Regions from separate parts of the Sus scrofa genome. Here region 2 is linked to region 1. The links are chromatin contacts, called in public targeted proximity ligation maps. All regions are on one chromosome and are shown on one strand. The core of a region is the stretch at or near the end of the contact, and the rest is flanking DNA. Distances in the headings are between cores, read along the strand shown.

The links.
Region 2: a targeted proximity ligation map of skeletal muscle shows a contact between it and region 1. A contact is called at or near these places in 1 of 5 promoter capture datasets (fetal skeletal muscle), 16 of 47 Hi-C or Micro-C datasets (alveolar macrophages, brain, embryonic fibroblasts and 10 more) and 1 of 2 datasets of targeted methods (skeletal muscle).

The regions. Positions count from the first base shown.
Region 1 is chr4:90,258,007-90,260,650 of Sscrofa11.1, reverse strand. It overlaps DCAF8 (DDB1 and CUL4 associated factor 8), which reads right to left. Exons shown (of 13, transcript NM_001244434.1): 11 at 942-1,061; 12 at 192-308. Among named protein-coding and RNA genes, the nearest start is that of PEA15, 17 kb to the left of the region's middle.
Region 2 is chr4:90,369,596-90,372,239 of Sscrofa11.1, reverse strand. It overlaps ATP1A2 (ATPase Na+/K+ transporting subunit alpha 2), which reads left to right and starts at 1,335. Exons shown (of 23, transcript NM_001171541.1): 1 at 1,335-1,356. The coding sequence starts at 1,345.

The DNA of each region.
Region 1 (2,644 bases), core at 96-2,595:
CAACACCAATTTCTGCTAGTGGCTCTTCTAAGACTACATCAAGGCTTTGATGGGGATGGGGGATAATGGATAGGAAATCCAACCAATTTCACCTGATTTCGTCTAGAGCAGTGAGGAAGTGTGCACTGTGGAACATTACCCTCTTGAGAGGGTCAACTGCCTTTGGGAGCTCACTTCCCACTTCAGCTTACCCGGTGATGGCGTCTCTGTCTCAGGTGATGCATGAGGAACCAGAGCATGTGGCTATCAAATAAGTCAGTGTGGTGTAAGCTATCTTCATCCCGTTCCCGCTTGTTCTTCTTAATCACCTGAAATCGAAAGGGGGAGAGTGGATAATGAATAGGAACACTGGACCTGATCAGAAAAGGCTGGTGTTCTAGCCCAATAAAATCTTCCCTTAGGGAGTTCCCACTGTAGCACAGCAGAAACGAATCCGACTAGGAACCATGAGGTTGAGGGTTTGATTCTTGGCTTCGCTCAGTGGGTTACGGATCTGGTGTTGCCGTGAGCTGTGGTGTAGGTCGCAGACATGGCTCAGATCTGGTGTTGCTGTGGCTGTGGCCTAGGCCGGTCAATGTAGCTCTGATTAGACCCCTAGCCTGGGTCCATATGCCAGGGGTGTGGCCTTAAAAAAAAAAGACCAAAAAAAAAAAAAAATCTTCCCTTAGGAACTATTAACAGAGTGTAGCATAACTAGATCATATTAGAAAAGGATGCCCCACTTTCATCCATGGAAAAAATGTCTCCTGTCCCCATCCTACCATCATCTAGAAGCACTGGGGCTGTTCCTAGAGAGGCAATGACAGGAACGTGGGGGAAGGGGAGGGGTTAGAGAAGTGCCTTTGAAGGACTGTACAGCAGGTTATTCCTTCCTCTGACAATGAAAATTCCTAACTGTACAAATAAGCAGAAAGAAGAAATCTATATAGCCAGCCACTTACATCCTTTAACCCTGTAAGCTCAGTGGAAGTTTCGGCTGTGGGTGCCCAGATCTTGACATCATGGTCTAGGCCACTGGTTGCCAGCACAGGCAGGTGAGGATGGGGCTCAAGACAATTTACCTGGTCAGGAGGAAAGGAAAACACAGGCTCAGGAGTATGTGGAATAGCGTTTAATAAACACTACTCACCTCGAACCAAACAACAAACCCTGATGAAATCAGGTGCAGGGAAAGCAGGCCCATTCATCATGACCCGAGGGCAAAGGGCCCTCAGGGTAGAGAAACAATGGGCACAGACGGAGTATAAGAGCAGGCCTATCTCTCATTTCCTACATTTAGGTAGGGCAGTCTCATCCCCAGACCCAGCCCTAGGGGTGGGCGGGTGACTGGCCAAGCATACTGCTGGCTTCAGAAGAAGGCCAATGAGGTCCGTATGACCTCATTCTCTCCAGATTCCACAGTTCCAACTTGCCCAAGGCTGGAAAAAACACCTCAGTGGCTTTCACCAAGTGGCAAATAAATTTTTAAAAATGAAAAAAGCAGCAGCTGCTGCTGAGCCCCTAGAGAAGACTCAGAGAACAATTACATTCACTTGGCACTGTTTACTAGAACTGGAAAGAGGCGCAGACTGGGAAGAGGCTGATCCTGGGGAGTGGTGGGATAGTGGAGACACATCTGCTTGAGAACCCTGCACCTCCCAGGGGCCAGCACCCTGCTCTCTGCCATGAAAGCACAACAGCCTCGACCATAGGACAGCACAGTACAGCAGGGCGGCTTCCTAGGGCACCCATCACTTCAAGCTAAGCCACCCTCCAAGCAGGAGGAATGAACTTCAGCAGCCGAGTGGAAGGCTTTCTGGCTTGGGCAACTTCCTTCTATCCAAAGGCACCTATGCCCCCTACTGTCTGACTTGGAAACATCAGCCTTCCTGGCAGGGCAGGACGGGGCAGGGCCGCTCTCATCCCCACAGGAAGAGCTGGTCCCAGATGTAGCTGCTAAAGCATTTGGGGGCTTTTAGTCAGATGAAGAATAGATAGGAAAAGCACCCAGAAGGAAGAAGGTGTGGTCTTAGCCATTCTTCACCTCACCCTGTCCCATCTTGCAGCTGCCCTACAGTCGGACAAAACAACCCTTGGCAAACGGCCTCTTTTAGCTCTCTCTGGACCAACCTTCTCTGCCTTGCCCACACATGCAGAGAGCAGCTGATAGGAAGCCAAGGTCGACATGGAAAATACAACTGACCTACAGTCTTCTGATCTTCGTCTTCCATTTTACAAATAAGCAAATTCTCAAAAAACACCAAAGCTAAGTCTGAGTAAAGTAGAAACCACATTTTCCCTTGTTCTTCTTTCATTACACATATCAGCTCACTGCAAAGTCTACATTTGGGCTCTTTTAGGCAAAGAGGTGGAAGAGGTTCCAGCATCTGGAGCATGAGGAGGCACTAGACAGAAAAACTCCACTGCCAGGAAATACTACGAAAAGATATGTGACAACTTACACGTACAAACCTGAATTCATTCCTCCATCTTCAGATAAGCCCTTGCTACCCTTCTACTCTGACCCAGCTGTGCTTGACATGTCAGTAAAATAGAGTATTCATGAGGACACTGGTTCCATCCCTGGCCTTGCTCAGTAGGTTAAAGATCTGGCCTTGCCATGGGAGCTACGGTGTTGGTCACAGACATGGCTTGGATCTGGCAT
Region 2 (2,644 bases), core at 86-2,585, 110 kb before region 1:
CAGTGCAGAGAGGGCTCTTGTCTGTCTACCCTTCATCCTGCCTGAAGGAAGCAGTTGCCCTTCTTGTTGTTCTTGGCTCTGGTACATGTTAGGATACTGACCTCTATATGCCTCTTAGAAGCTCCGTAAGTGCCAGTCTTTGGGCTTCTCCCCCACCGACCCATCGACAGCCTAGAGTTCCTCAACAGTGTCTAAGAGGGTAATGTGTGTGTTCCCCCCGCCCCAATTACAAGGGTAAACTTGGGCAGTCCCTTCTGTGCCCCACCTGCCCTTCTGCCAGCCATCTCCCAGGTCTTGGGAGCCTTGACTCTGAAACTTTGCAAAGGCTACATCTGGAGGGCTTGGGAAGACTCTCTCCCCTCCATCTAGCAGACTTCATGCTGCTTCTTTTTTTTTTTTTTCTTTTTAGGACCACACCCACAACATATGGAAGTTCCCAGGCCAGGAGTTGAATCAGAGCTGCAGCTGCTGGTCTACACCACAGCCACAGCAACACGGATCTGAGCGGCATCTGTGACCTACACCACAATTCACAGCAATGCCGGATCCTTAACCCACTGAGTGAGGCCAGGGATCCAACCCGCATCCTCACAGAGACCATGTTGGGTCCTTAATCCACTGAGCCACAACGGGAACTCCCATGCTGCTTCTGGAGCTGCCTTTGGCTCTCATCAGGCTGCCAACCTCGAGAAGCCTCATACACAAGGGCCGCCCTGGGTTCTAGCACCACCTCTTCCTGGCTTCAGGGTTCCCACAGTCTTTACAGTGGAGAGAACGGTCTCTTGCTTCTTTCTCCGGGAAGTTAGATGTAGATGCAGGAGACCAGGTTCTAGTTCTGTTTTATCAGCTCAAATCTTGTTCATGTGCAGTCTCTCCGGGCCTCAGCTTCCCCATCGGGAAAGCAAGAGGCAGGGTCAGATCACATGGCCTCTGTTCTCTGGGATGCTGATGCTGTTGCCCAGGGCTCCCCCTCTGCCCTCCCTAAGGGGCATATCCCCCACCCCATACCGTATCTCCCCTCTCTCAGTAGTGGCTGCCATGGGCCAGGACTTGGAGGGTGAGGGGAGCGGAGGGGGAGCACTCGGTGGGACAAACGGACCTTCCTCAGGCCAGTTGCTTAAGGGGCGGGAGGGGAGGAGTCCTCAGAGATCCTGTTTCAACAAACGTTTCTTTCCCGAGGAGGGAAGGCGGGGGAGAGGGGGAGAGGGACCTATTTAAAGCTACCCTGTTGCTCACTGTCTCTGTCTGTCTGCCGGGGTCTCTGGCGCCCCAGACCGGTGGTGTGAGCTCGGGATCCTCCTGGTGACCTCTCCAGTCAAGGTCCCGCAGCCACTCTGCCCCAAGATGGGCCGTGGGGTGAGTATCCCTAAAGAGCAGGGCTGGCTCTGGAGGGAGCTGTGCGGCTCTCTGGATGATGAGGGAGGCTGGAAGGAAGGACAAAGTGGGGATGGGACCCAGAGGGAGGAGCGGTGGGCTGCTTTGAACTTGGAAGTATTGAGTCTCCCAGCCAGGACTATGTGCACAGACGGACAGTGGCACTTGCTTGCTCGCTCCCTGAGTGCTGAGTTCTTTACCACCGACCCCAGGACCAGCTCCGAAGCTCACCACCCCCCACCAGCATCCCCTCCAGCCCTCCCTCCACCCCTGCCTCATCTCCTCCCCACCAAACCCCCATGGTCCCTCCTCTCTCACCGTATCTCCTGGCCTCCCAGCGGAAGGTTATTTGGTACTGAGAATGCCCCCTGCCTTCGCCACCCTCTGAAAGTATCCATTCCTCCAGGAGTCCCAGCCTGAGAGGATGGGGGTCCAATTTGTGGTTGCAGAGAGGGCCAAGGGGCATCTGCTTCTGAGTCACCAAGCATTTCCAAACACCAGCTCTGGGAGAGAGGGGGGACCCTGGGTTCCAGGGACAGCTGGGAGCAGTGAGCAAAGGCAGAGAGCGATGTGCCCCCAGCCCCTGGTCCAACACCCCCACCCACCCACCCGGCGCTGTCCCCGGCAGCATTGTGCTCGGGCTTCAGGCCATGCGCTTTGAGGACTTTCCCAGAGGCTGGTGAGAGCTGCAGGCACCCCCCTCGGTCCACCCCAGCCTGTGGCATTCTGCAGCTCGGGATATGCCAAGGGGAAGATTAACAGCCACCGGGGATGGAGAGGGTGGGGGTGGCCAGGGCTGAGGCTTGGAATTCTTGGAAATGAAATTTCCATATGGAGAAAAGGGACCCAATCTCTTTACATCCCAAGCCTGGTGGCTTTCCTTTTGTGGAATGCTGGCAGAAGGGAGCCCCGGGAGGGTGCTGAGGAAAGAGGGTGCCCGTGGGGAGCTGTGGCGGAGTTTCTGGGCCCAGGAGGGGGTCATGCAAGGACATGGTGTCGCACTGAGTTTAGCAGCTGGGAAAACTCTGAGCCTGGACACCAGGGTTCCTGAGCTAGGGTGGGAGCTATAAATAGAACCGGTGTGTGTGTGTGTGTGTGTGTGTGTGTGTGTGTGTGTGTGACGTGTTCTCCATAGGCTGGAACTGATACAGATATCCACGGATGAGCACCTGTGTTTGTGTCTCAGCAGAAAAATTTGCAAACACGCAGGTCCTGGAGCAGGAGTGAGCAGAGACATCGCTGTGGGGGGGGGCTCATGAGGGTCTATGAA